2 separate regions of the Mus musculus genome follow, and region 1 is linked to region 2. Evidence: chromatin contacts called from public promoter capture Hi-C data. All regions are on one chromosome and are shown on one strand. The core of a region is the stretch at or near the end of the contact, and the rest is flanking DNA. Distances in the headings are between cores, read along the strand shown. Region 1 holds the start of Tigd2 (tigger transposable element derived 2). Region 2 holds the start of Abcg2 (ATP binding cassette subfamily G member 2 (Junior blood group)).

Region 1 (6,681 bases), core at 1,842-4,341, 570 kb before region 2:
ACAACATATCTCAGCCTCCAGTATACTATGATCTAATTAGTATAAAACAGTTTAGACACTGACAAATGAATTCCATGTCATTGCTCAATCAGAGCCAACATTAAAGAGGTGTAATTTAAGTAATCCAAAACATCATCTAATCCTAATCATCTGTAACATTTATTTGGCTTTAGATAAATTCCACTGCAGATAGAAGTCACAAAGATGAAAATACATAGCAACAGAAGGGAGTATTATAGATGACTTTTATTTTGTATTCTCTGTTTTCTTCTTATAATGGTCCGAAGCCTCCGCAATACCAGCTTATCAGAGAGTAGCATGTCATCTTGTTGTTCTAGATAATCCAGCAAGTTTTCAGTCCATTCAAGTGCAGCTTTATGACTAATATGCTTCTCTGGATTCAGTTCTGCTTTCCTAGTTTTCCTAGAAGGTTTTTGCTCAGTGACCTTCGCCCGGTCTGCAGCACCTACAATGTCAGCTAACACCTGACAGTTTGAGCCACTACTCCGAGAGTCAAACCACTGCTCAATATTTTCAATGTTAACATGTTCACAGTCTTCAGTATTCTGCAAAACCGTTGCTAAATTAGCTGCTAAAATGGCTCCTTCATCGATGCTCACACTCGGGTTTTCCTCATTGCCAGGGAAAAGTTTTTTCCACGCTCTGGTTATGGTGTTTGATCTTATCTGGTTCCAGGCTCTTGATGCCTCATAAATTGCATCCAACACAGTCAAATTCTTCCAAAATGTTTTTGGGTCATTTCCTTCATCCATGTACTTCTGGATAAGTCCTGCTCGGTAATATCTTTTGACTGTGGTTAGAACTCCCTGGCTCATAGGTTGAATTAGACTTGTGACGTTTGGTGGCAAATATTTCACAATTATTCTGCCATCATCTGAGCTCAGCAGTTCTTCAGCTGGATGTGCTGCAGGAAAATCCAAAAGTAGTACTGCTTTTTCTCGAAGCCCTTTGGATTTCAGATGCTTCTGCACCTGTGGCACAAAGCACTTTTCAAACCACTGTTTGAGAACAGATGGCTCGATCCATGCACTTTTTTGACTGAAGTAAGTGACAGGGAGGTTTGAAAGGTCAGTACCTTTGAATGCACGGGGTCTTTTTGCTTTCCCCACAACACAGAGATTAAGCTTGTGTGAACCTGTGGCATTTGCACAACACATAATAATGATTCTTTCTCTGCTTGTCCTATATTCACAAGTACTCTGGTCCGTGTCAAAAGCCAATGTCCTCGTTGGTAGACATTTCCAGAACAATCCAGTTTGGTCAGCACCATAAATCTGTTCTGGTAGGAGATTTTCTCTTTCCACAAATTCCTGAAAGTTACCACAAAATTCACTGGCAGCAGTTTCATCCCCTTTTAATTTTGTGCCTTTCCCTGCAGCCTTTGGAATACCGTGGCGCTGCTTAAACCTAGTAAGCCAGCCAGAAGAGGCATTAAAATCACCCTCCATGCCCAATGCATCGAAGAAGAACCTAGCCTGCTTTGCACAGATCGTTCCAGACACTGGAATGCCATCTGTTTTCTGTTGATTAAACCATTCTATCATCACTCTGTCAAGCTCCTCATACGTTGACGACTTCATGGATTTACGCTTGGACACCCCACTAGTTGGGTCTGAACTGTTGGCATAGTTTATAATTCTCTCTTTGTTTTTTTTAATGTCACGAACTGTGGATTCACCAATTCCATACAGGACAGAAAGTTTTTTGAAGGAGTTGCCTTCTTCAAGCTTCTTAATAATGTCAAGTTTGTCTTTAATTGTCAGGACCACACGTTTACGTTTCCCCAACATTTTAGTCTAATTATTTTAGACAATTAACAACTTAGATTTGAACACAAAGAGACCAGAAAATGGAGGCTTAAGAGTCCTCAGCTGTTCCCTAAGACTTGGATGTTATAACAATTTTCAACGAAAGTCCGAGTTTTTCCCTTTGCATTTTAGAACTTAACCTGTTCCTATGACAACGAATAGCTCCAGATAACCCTTGTTTCTCTTCTTCCTCCTTGCTCTTTTCATTAAATTGCAGCCTTACTGAAAGCTCTAAGTTGAATCAATATTGTCCTACCGAGGTTTCTAAAACATTCTCATGATGATCAATTTTTGCCATTACCATGGGTCTTTTTTTCTTTTTCTTTTTTTCTTATGCTACGTTCAAGAAAACAGTTTTACTCGGGCTTGCACACTTAACAGACAGAAACACGGAGCAGGAAGCCTCACAGCCTGACTGTTGATGTCTGTGTCAGACAGCCAAGTGAGTGAACGCTCTCTTCAAGGCAAGGACTCTTGATGAGTACCTATGAAAGTCACAGCGAGCAGAGGTGAGCTGTCTCACCTCTTAGAATGTAAGTGGACAGGCAAACAACTCAGTACTTTAAACCAAAAAGAACTTATTGCTAATGGCAACTGAAAGGGAAACAGCGGACAAGTGATGTCACATGATTCAAGAAAGGATAAAAAACTTCATTGGTGGAAATCAGGACCCAAGGCTGCAACTAGGGGGTGGTAGGCTGGGTGAAGACCATACAGTAATCCTGGTGCAAGAAGATCTCCATGACCACAGAAGTAGCTGCTGGGGTGGTAGAGGTACTCGAGCCTTTGAAACCTATAGGAAAATACCAAACACGTTTTCCTTTCAGTATCAGTCCACCGTATAACTCATACCTACCCCTGCAACTGTGTCTAGGACATTGCCACCTATCAACCTGACAGGTAATAGACAAATAACGCTCGCAGGCACCACCCGGGAGCTGAGAGCCTACCTCCTGACACTACCAGGGCCTCTCCGAGACCGCCGGCCAGCAAGCTCCGAGCCGGACGCTGGGTGAAAGTCGGAGGCAGAGGGTCACGGCCGCAGCCCTACAGCGAGCGACTGGTCACCAGGCGCGCGGGACGCCGGGAAGCAGGGTGCGGGCATCGCTCCGCCTGACCGGCCAGAACGCAGAGCCAGCAGAGGAAGTCCCCAGCGAAGTCGACCCCGCCAGCCACCGCAGAGCGAGCGCGCAACGGAGCTGCGCGGCCGAGCCGGAAGGCAGGGGATTAGGTGCGCGCGCGCGCCCCCGCAGGAACGTGTTGTCGGCGAGGGGCGGGATGCGCGGGCGAGCCCGCTGACGGGGGCGCGGCTTCTGGGGGAGGGGCGGGGCTTGGCCAATGCTCCGCCTCCGGACACCCAGCGTGTGGCTCACGGCTGAGACCAGCAGAGGGCGACGCAGGGTGATTCTAGGTGGCCGGACTTTGCAGATGAGAAGGGAATAATAGCAAGGTTTTCTTTCTGGTAAGACTCAGGGAATATTTTAAGGCCCTAATGAGTTTACAGCTGTAACCTTCCAGGAATCTTCCCTCAAGGACTCTCTTCTGTTATCTTCTAACTAACAGGTTGTTCTGTTAGTATCATTTGGGTAATTTTCCTATATTTGTGTCCAAGGAAGTGAGAGTTGTGCTGTTTTGAGGATCATGTTGTTTTTTTCTTTTTTCTTTCTTCAGTAGCTTAAGATATATTTTAATCATGTTTACAATGTTACAATTTAGTATTGATGTTTTATGAAGTTAAATTATTAAATGAATAGTCTTAAATCCACTGTGGTGTTTTGTTTTGTTTTGTTTTGTTTTTTGAAAAATTATATAATTACCAAAAGCCAAAAATCAAATATTTGGAATACCTACTGTGAAATTTAAGAGATTAAAGGTTGTACTTGATACTTGTTATTTTTCTTAAATCTAGTTATCAAATGTAAAAATAAAAAGGCCCAGGGAGTGCACAGAGCCTCTTTGCCCTCTTCTGCGGCTGCGGCAACACAGAGCCGGATACCAGAGGCCAGCCAGCATGACGGTCGGCACTGATGACCTTAATGCTGGTGCAGGAATATAAGGACCACTTCCTGCTGTCAAAGGGGAATTTCAAGACTTCCACCTGTATCCAGTCCCAGCGTAGAGCCCCTCTCTTGCATAATAGTTTTTTAGGTGGTGTTGTTTTTAAATCCTTCTTCCACAAACTACAACCTAATGTGGATTATTCTGTTTCAGAAGAGGTTGTTTATTTGTTTGTTTCTCTAGAATTCTAGCACCAGGAGAGAGGGAAATCAAACCAAGCATTCATTCACTCTGCAGAGAAAGAATGTTGATTACTGGCCCTCTTTTGTCTCCCAAGCCTTCTCTGTGCTGCTATTCTCAGAGTCCCACCCTTCCACTCTCTGGCCTGCTGGATGGAAATCCTTTGATCTTTGATCTATCTCTGCTGTCCTATGGATGACTTTGGACAAGCCCTAGTTTTGCCTGAAAGTAGACTTCCCATAACTCTCACCCGCTTCAAGCTTACAAGGAAGCAATCTGAGTGGTTCCAAATGACCATTCCTAGTAAAGAACAATTTCATTCATATTGCTTTTAAAAACTTCCCTTCTCCCTTCTCGTTCTTAAGGAGTGCGCAAAAACACTCGCACCTGTTCATTCCTTAACAGAGGAGAACTAGCTTTCAGACTGCCAACCTCATAGAAATCAGGCTGTTCTTAGCCAAACGGAAGTTTGCCTGGCTTTCCTCTCTTCCAGCCTCCTGGGGTCACTGTGGCCTATGGTATTAAAGAAGAAAAAATGAAAAAAAAATCCTGCCTTGCTTGCCCATCCCACTTTTGGAAGCTAATTTCCTTCTCCATAGTGTGTTTGATGAGTATTTGTAGAATCTACCCCCAGTCAATTGTTTACCCCTTCTGTAACCTCATGAAGAACAAAAGCCAGATGCCGATATCATAAAGGCTGTCAAGCCTCTAGAACCCTACAAGACCTGTGACCACATGAACTACCCACGCCCTCCATGAGGGAATATTAATAGAGCCCTATTTTGTGGGTGCCTTATGAGCCTGGTGAGCATCTCCTTCTCTCTATGAACGAATAACATAGTCTGAACCTCAGCTGCTTTCTTCAAGATGACAGTGGTAGTGCCAAACTGGAATGTTACAACTGCAGCACACACACATGTGCACACACATGAACTGTCATGGGCATGCTATGTCAAAAGCTTAGACATGTATTGTCTTTCCACAGGGTAAGAATTTATTAAATAATAATGATTACATAAGGCATCAATTTGCTATGTAGTTATGATTTCCCTTGATTATTGTCAGTTAGCAAATATAGGTTCTCTTATTCCATTCTTTTTTTTTTTCCATTTTTTATTAGGTATTTAGCTCATTTACATTTCCAATGCTATACCAAAAGTCCCCCTTACCCACCCACCCCCACTCCCCTACCCACCCACTCCCCCCCTTTGGCCCTGGCGTCCCCCTGTACCGGGGCACACAAAGTCTGCGTGTCCAATGGGCCTCTCTTTCCAGTGATGGCCGACTAGGCCATCTTTTGATACATATGCAGCTAGAGTCAAGAGCTCAGGGGTACTGGTTAGTTCATAATGTTGTTCCACCTATAGGGTTGAAGATCCCTTTAGCTCCTTGGGTACTTTCTCTAGCTCCTCCATTGGGAGCCCTGTGATCCATCCATTAGCTGACTGTGAGCATCCACTTCTGTGTTTGCTAGGCCCCGGCATAGTCTCACAAGAGACAGCTACATCTGGGTCCTTTCAGTAAAATCTTGCTAGTGTATGCAATGGTGTCAGCATTTGGAAGCTGATTATGGGGTGGATCCCTGGATATGGCAGTCTCTACATGGTCCATCCTTTCATCTCAGCTCCATACTTTGTTTCTGTAACTCCTTCCATGGGTGTTTTGTTCCCACTTCTAAGGAGGGGCATAGTGTCCACACTTCAGTCTTCATTTTTCTTGAGTTTCATGTGTTTAGGAAATTGTATCTTATATCGTGGGTATCCTAGGTTTTGGGCTAGTATCCACTTATCAGTGAGTACATATTGTGTGAGTTCCTTTGTGATTGTGTTACCTCACTCAGGATGATGCTCTCCAGGTCCATCCATTTGGCTAGGAATTTCATAAATTCATTCTTTTTAATAGCTGAGTAGTACTCCATTGTGTAGATGTACCACATTTTCTGTATCCATTCCTCTGTTGAGGGGCATCTGGGTTCTTTCCAGTTTCTGGCTATTATAAATAAGGCTGCTATGAACATAGTGGAGCATGTGTCCTTCTTACCAGTTGGGGCTTCTTCTGGATATATGCCCAGGAGAGGTATTGCTGGATCCTCCGGTAGTACTATGTCCAATTTTCTGAGGAACCGCCAGACTGATTTCCAGAGTGGTTGTACAAGCCTGCAATCCCACCAACAATGGAGGAGTGTTCCTCTTTCTCCACATCCTCGCCAGCATCTGCTGTCACCTGAATTTTTGATCTTAGCCATTCTGACTGGTGTGAGGTGGAATCTCAGGGTTGTTTTGATTTGCATTTCCCTGATGATTAAGGATGTTGAACATTTTTTCAGGTGCTTCTCTGCCATTCGGTATTCCTCAGGTGAGAATTCTTTGTTCAGTTCTGAGCCCCATTTTTTAAGGGGGTTATTTGATTTTCTGAGGTCCACCTTCTTGAGTTCTTTATATATGTTGGATATTAGTCCCCTATCTGATTTAGGATAGGTAAAGATCCTTTCCCAATCTGTTGGTGGTCTTTTTGTCTTATAGACAGTGTCTTTTGCCTTGCAGAAACTTTGGAGTTTCATTAGGTCCCATTTGTCAATTCTCGATCTTACAGCACAAGCCATTGCTGTTCTGTT
Region 2 (6,512 bases), core at 1,989-4,488:
AAAAACAACAACAACAAAAAAACCTAGGCACTCTGGTTGGGGTTGAAAGTGTAATTCTGTGATGAATCTCTGAAAACTAACCATACAGGGAAATGAATGCCAAGACCAGGATGCAGGAGTGGGTGGGTTGAGGAGCAGGGTGGGGGGAGGGTATAGGGGACTTTCGGGATAGCATTTGAAATGTAAATGAAGAAATTATCTAATAAAAAATCATTTTTGAAAAAAAATAACAAAAGACACAAAATCTCAGAAGATTCTAAGGATCTTGGGGGTCTCCGGCTGGGATGAGGCAAAGATCAAATATATTTTGCATTGTGCCACAATAACATCATCTCCATGTTACTGAACCAGAGCAAAGAGTCAGAGATCACAAATCTAAGATAGATCACAGGGTGCAAAGTAAGACCAGGGTGTCTTAGATTTCTCTACCACTATTGTTATACATTGAAATAATGGAGAAATCTTATTTCCTCAATTTCTACTCTTCCTGCAATTGTATTCTTTCTGCATTCCTTAATAATGATTTTAGTAACAAAATTGTAGTTATTAAAAGGCAAGAGGTTATAATGACAATATATGTTACAATAAAAGCCAGCCTTCTATCTATCTGTGTACTAGTTAACTGCCCCTAGAGCTAAGTTATCTAGAGCAGGACCCACCAGTTCTATATGCCTTGAAATGTGGACAGTATGAACTAAGATATGCTGCATCCTACCTATTATAAGTAGGATGTATGAAAGATTTTAACTATAAAAATCTATAGCTTCATATTGACTATAATTTTAAATTATATTTAACATAGTATTTTATACACTGTTATTTGTGGATAAATACAATATTTTACAGTTTCCAAACGATATGTTGTCTTCTTTGCACCTCACTGTGAACTTGACCTGGCAAGAGAGCATATGAGCTACTGACCTAGAATTGGGTCCCCAGCACTTTAAATATTTTCCAGGTCATGACTTCCACTTGTTTAATACTCACATAGTACAAAAGCTTGAACAATTAAATCACTTATATTTCTAGTGTCAATACTAAATGTTCACAGCCCAAAGTACTACTTTCCTAGAACTTCAAATGAACCATACAGGAAACCATTCAGGGCTCCTTCAATAAAATAATGGATCGTGTTAACAAATTCCTTATTCCCTGGTCTCAAGAAGAAATTGTCACATGGATGTGAAATGTCTTATTAAATGGTAGAAAAGGAGTAGTATAGTTTATAAACCCAAGTTCAATCTGCATTTTCCTACCAGCGAGTATGTTCTTATCTCCTTCCTGCATGCCTTTATAGTGAGCTACTCTCAGGACCTGCAGGATACATAGATATTAAATATGCATTCATGGACCAAGGAGATAGCTCAGTCAGTAGAGTCCTTGCAAACATTAAGGCCTGAGCTAGTATCTGGCTGGCTAGTGAAGCAGCAATGGGTGGCAGGCGAGTCCCTGAGACTAACTGATAAGTCAGGAAGCCTACCTGGTGAGCTCCAGACAATAGTGTGAGAGTCTCTGGGAAAACAGGGAGACAGAGTGGATGGCCTGAGAAAGGACACCTGAGGCAGAGGGGAGAGAAGGGAGAGGATGAAGGGAAAGAATTGGAGGAGAAAGAGGAAGACAAAAACAAAAGAAGAGACAGATACACCCTGTGATCACTGATACAAGTTCATAGTCCTTTTCTTCTTAGACTGTCTACCTGGTAGCTGGAGTGTGAGCATGAGAGTGGCTATAATACACCCTTGCACACTAAAGTCCACTCCCTGTAATTATTCCAGGGCTATGAAGAGTTTAAGTCAAACTGATGGAATGATTCATGTAAAGTGAAATGTTTACTTCTTCTTTTAAAACAACAGTTGTCCCTTACTTCCTATGCCTTCTTTTCTCCATTATAATCATGATGAGCTATGAGCCAGGCCAGTTTCCTGAATAAAGACAGTTAGGGTCATAGGCCCTCTGGGAGTCTCACTCTTTCTTTGAAGGATGACTACCTGGAATGCCATCAGAGGGAAGTCACAAAACGTACTCTTTATCCTGCAGGATAACTTGAAGGATTTAGGACATGTTACTTTAATTTCTAGCCATTTCCCCCAGGCTCAATACAAATCAGACATCAACCCAGCTTCCACAGTGTCTCTGATCTCACCAAGACTGCATTCACCCTTCCTGAGAAAATGCACATACCACTGAGATTAATCATCACTGGGGCAGGAGAAATAATCTTGGTCAACCCCTATCCACTCATATCTATTTTAAATAACTGTTATACTACCACCTTTGAATGAATCCCTAAACACTTCAGTTTTCTTTATAAGTAAATGAATTATGAGCTCAAACTCCCTCAGGGACTTCCCAGCGAATGGGAAACGGCTGTAAGGCAAAGGAAAAAAGTAACGATAAAAGTTAAGACTCGACTCTCCACAGAAACCTTTTCAGTATTATTTTGGTAACTACTGTAATAAGCAGGTCAAATTTTAAAGTTAATTATTAAAACTCAATAGCTTGGTATGACAGTGCCCTGGAATAGTCCCAGTGCTGGAATGGCTGAGACATCAGAATTGTTTGAGCTCGAGGTCTTAGGCAGTCTGGGAGTCATAGAAAGACTCCTTCAGTCGAAAATTAATAAATAAACGAATAGATAAATAAATAAATGAAAGTAGAAAAACGGAAAAGAGTAATCAGAATGCATTTCATCCACGCGTGCAACTGACAAAGAACAAAATGTAAGGTCAAAGGCAAAACATAACGATAAAAATAAGATTCAACTCTCCACAGAAAGGTTAGAAAGGGAACCCAGAAAGTAACAATACACCTAAAATTGAGAAACTTTAGGCCCGGGGTTGGGGTAGGTGCTCTTCAGTCCCCTTGAAAACTTCTCCACTGTGGGGCTGACTGTCGTTCAGGCAGTTTAATCTATCCATTCAAGAAGTCTTATCCTTTCCAAACAGTTGGAGCAAACAGGTTTGGACTTTATCCTCCTGCTATCACCGCACCGCACAAGCTTCTGGAGAAATGACTGAACTGTCAGTCCTTGTTTCCTCCTCACTTTCACAACCCACACCACGCGGTCCCCCTCGCCCCCACGCCGAGCCCCACAGGGCCGCCACTCGCCCCCGCGGCGCCTAGCACACTCCCGGAGCTTCCCCGCACTCCGCTCACCTCGCGGTCCCTGGCGGAGCAGCAGCCGCGCCAGAACTCGCACACACTCAGACCTGCACACGCTCGCCCGCCAGGAGCGTCTGCCCGCCCCGCACAGGCGCCCGACCGCCGTGACGTCAGCTCGCGCCGCCCCGCAGCTCGCCGGCAGGAGAAGCCGGTCCCAGGAGCAGCTGGACACATGTGGGCGGGGGGCTTCCTGTGCTGCACAGGCTCCTGGACGGAGGGCGGAGAGCGGAGAGCAGAGAGCCCCGGGTCATGGCGGAGGCAAGGCGCTGACCTGCGATAAGAAGCCTCGGAAAGAAAATATACTCAGAGTACCTTCACCCTGTGAACCTGGAGGACCCACAAGATACCCAAGATGCAATTTAGGCAAATTACTATTATAACTGTGGCAGGCTGGGCTTTGTGTGGACTCTCCCGGGATTTACGGAGATGGGGTGGATGGCCTTTTGATGAGAGGAAGAGAGCTGCTCCTAAAATGATCTGATTCCCTACTTGTTTGGGAACTTTACCAGGCAGCTGCCCAAAATGGAAGGGTCCTATGCTAGAAGTTGGGGACTTCACTTAGGTGGCTGTACAGAATGCCATAGGGAAAAAAGACACTGGAAGACACCAAATTCATCTCATGAGGGTAAAACCTCCTAAATCCAGGTAATCCCGAGAAACACAGCTATGGCTACAGTCTTAGGGTTTCTATTGCTTTGATGAAACACCATGACCAAAAGCAACTTGGGGAGAAAAGGGTTTGTTCTGCTTACACTTACACACCATGGTCAATCATCACATCTCTCCACCTCCCCCTTCAATTATTTTAAATTTTTAATCGAGAAAAATAAATGCATGATCAACTTCTACTCGGGTCATGTTACAAGAAAAAAGTACTGATCATGAGTTTCTCTCCTTAGGAAATCAACAGCTACAATGACTGGCTACATTTTTTTGTCACTGGGATAAAGGTCCCTTTTTCATGTCTTGGTCTTGTTAATAAAAGATTCAATGATTGACACCATGGTCAATCATTGAAAGCAGTGAAGGCAAGAGCTCAAACAGGGCAAGAATCTGGAGGCAGGATCTGACGCAGAGGCCATGGTGGAGTGCTGCTTACTGGCTGTATCATGGCTTGCAAAGTTTATTAGTTTGTTTTATAGAACCTAGGACCACCAGCCCAGGAAAGTCTCCCACCTGCAATGGGCTGGGCCCACCCCATTCATCACTAATGAAGAAAATGCCTTAAGGGCTTGCCTATAGCCAGATATTAAGGACACCTTTTTTCCAATTGAAAGCCCCTCTTCTCAGATGACTCTAGCTTGTGGCAAGTTTAATAACAAGATAGTCCAGGCACTTGACCCTTTGTGAGCCAGACACATCAACACAACACTATTTAACAATAACTTTTCTTTTTTTAACATTCCCAAGATCTTAATAAACATGACAATATAAAACATAAAAGTCAAGTAGTCTTTACAAATCAAGCAATTTAAAAGTTCATTCATTCTCTTGGTTTTTTTTTTCGTTGTTGTTTTTTTTTTTTAATCTAAAGTTTCTTCAAGTGTGTGTGCTCCTATAAAATCAAAACAAGTTCAACCCTTTCTTATTCCAAGAAGAAAATATCAGGCACAGTCACAGTCAGATCAGAGCAAAATCAAAGTCCAATGGTGTAAATCTCAGTGCCAGGCTTCTGAGACTCATGTGAGATGCATGTCACAGAAAGTCCTCTGTGCTTGTCCAAAGGGCTGCCATCCTACACATAGCTTGTCTTGTAGGCTGTACACTATAGGGCTGCTGCTGTCCTTCACAGTCATTCCATGGTACTGGTGTTTCCAAAACATTGGGGGCTTCTGCTACAACTGGACTGTACTTTCACCCCTGGCTTCTCCTGGGCTCTATTCTAGGACTCCAGCCAAGCAACAAGTGCCAAGCCACAGCCTCCTTCCTTGAGCCCTTCATGCCTTGAAACCATACCACCTGGTGACTACCAGGATCTGCTACCAGCACTGGGGGAAAACTGACTATCTCTGGAGCATAGCTTCTGTATTCCAGTGTGCTGAAACACTTCCCAGTAGGTCTCACCTCAACGGGGCTGGTCTCAATTTCAGCTAATTTCTCAAACCCAACTAACGGACATCAATTGTCTTGGTAAAGCAAAGGTTCGACTCAGTGTTTCTGGTATCTTGTTAACTGTAGCTATTTCTTCAGCCCCACCCAGATGACCAGCACCACAGATTCTTAATTCAAAGCAGCAAATGGCCCCTGTTGTAACCCCCAAATTACTGATACTAGAGACTTCAGTGTTGTACAGTTTGCTTCTGCCTTCCTCCCCAGAGGTTCCCATCCTCCCCTACCCCTCCCCCCCACTTCCCACAGCAACACAATATTCAGACCGCTGGTTTCTGTGCTGCCTGCTGCGTGTTCCTGCAGCAGTCCAGGGCTTCCCCGCCCCCCTCCCCTAGCTCAAGACATTCTCCCTACCTCTGTGTCTCCAGAAACCAATACCCAATACTCCTGCTGATAATTCTCCAGGTGCCTGTCCTTGACACCTTAGAGAAGCTAAGGGAGACCATGGAAAAAGTAAAAGGTAAACTCAAGTCAGGTCACAGACAGTTACAACTGGCCATAAAATTAGTCCTTGAACAGACACGCATTAACCCCCCTTCGCTTCAGTACTATTCCACCCTTTACTCCCATTTTCTGTAAATATTTACACTATTTCTAACTATACTCTATAATAAACCCAATGTTTTCTGGACTGGGGTTGCTTGCCAGCATTCACGCAGTGACTGCTAGGTGGGCGAACGGGGTTTGAACTTGAAACTGTAATATCTAAAATAAATTCTAGACTACCAAGTACCTTCCCCCTTCAAAAGGACTTTCCGAAGTGTACTAGCAGGCCAAGTACAGAGTCAAATAAAAAAGCTGGCTGACTAAGCAAATATAGAAACATAGTTTTAACGGTCAAAATCAAGATTAACAATTCCCCTGCCCCACACCTCACACTAAAAACCACAAGGATAGACAAAATGAGAGTCACCTTATACAAACCAACCAATGTCTAAAAAGTTATTGGCTACACCAATTAATATAAGCCAGACTACCTTGGTACCTATATCTGGCCCTTACAAAGGTATAAAAAGTGTGTTCTTTCTTTGTTCTGGGTCTCTCCTCTGGCCTGCATTCTGGGAGGGGGTTCCCCAACATGTTGGATAAGTAAAATCCTCATGCATTTTGCAACAATGGTGATCTCTGTGGTCTTTGTGAGTGAGGGTCTTTTGACAAACTACAACAAAACAATAAAAAGACTCTTGGGAGTTGCAGTGGGCTTTGCAATTCTTAGACTCATCTGGGTTTCCCATGGACTC

Evidence for each region. Promoter capture Hi-C pulls out the DNA fragments that hold promoters and counts their contacts.
Region 1: a promoter capture Hi-C map of pre-B cells shows a contact between it and region 2. The contact joins the promoter of Tigd2 here to the promoter of Abcg2 in region 2. A contact is called at or near these places in 8 of 39 promoter capture datasets (the 3T3-L1 cell line, cranial neural crest, embryonic stem cells and 3 more), 2 of 484 Hi-C or Micro-C datasets (muscle stem cells and nephron progenitors), 3 of 115 datasets of contacts at active chromatin or transcription factors (embryonic stem cells, large pre-B cells and memory CD8 T cells) and 3 of 9 other capture datasets (adipose tissue, embryonic stem cells and liver).

What each region holds. Positions count from the first base shown.
Region 1 is chr6:59,205,280-59,211,960 of GRCm38.p6, reverse strand. It overlaps Tigd2 (tigger transposable element derived 2), which reads right to left and starts at 3,091. Exons shown (of 2, transcript NM_001081145.1): 1 at 2,780-3,091; 2 at 1-2,622. The coding sequence starts at 1,811. The coding sequence ends at 234.
Region 2 is chr6:58,637,272-58,643,783 of GRCm38.p6, reverse strand. Abcg2 (ATP binding cassette subfamily G member 2 (Junior blood group)) reads right to left here and starts at 3,238. Exons shown (of 16, transcript NM_001381927.1): 1 at 3,157-3,238.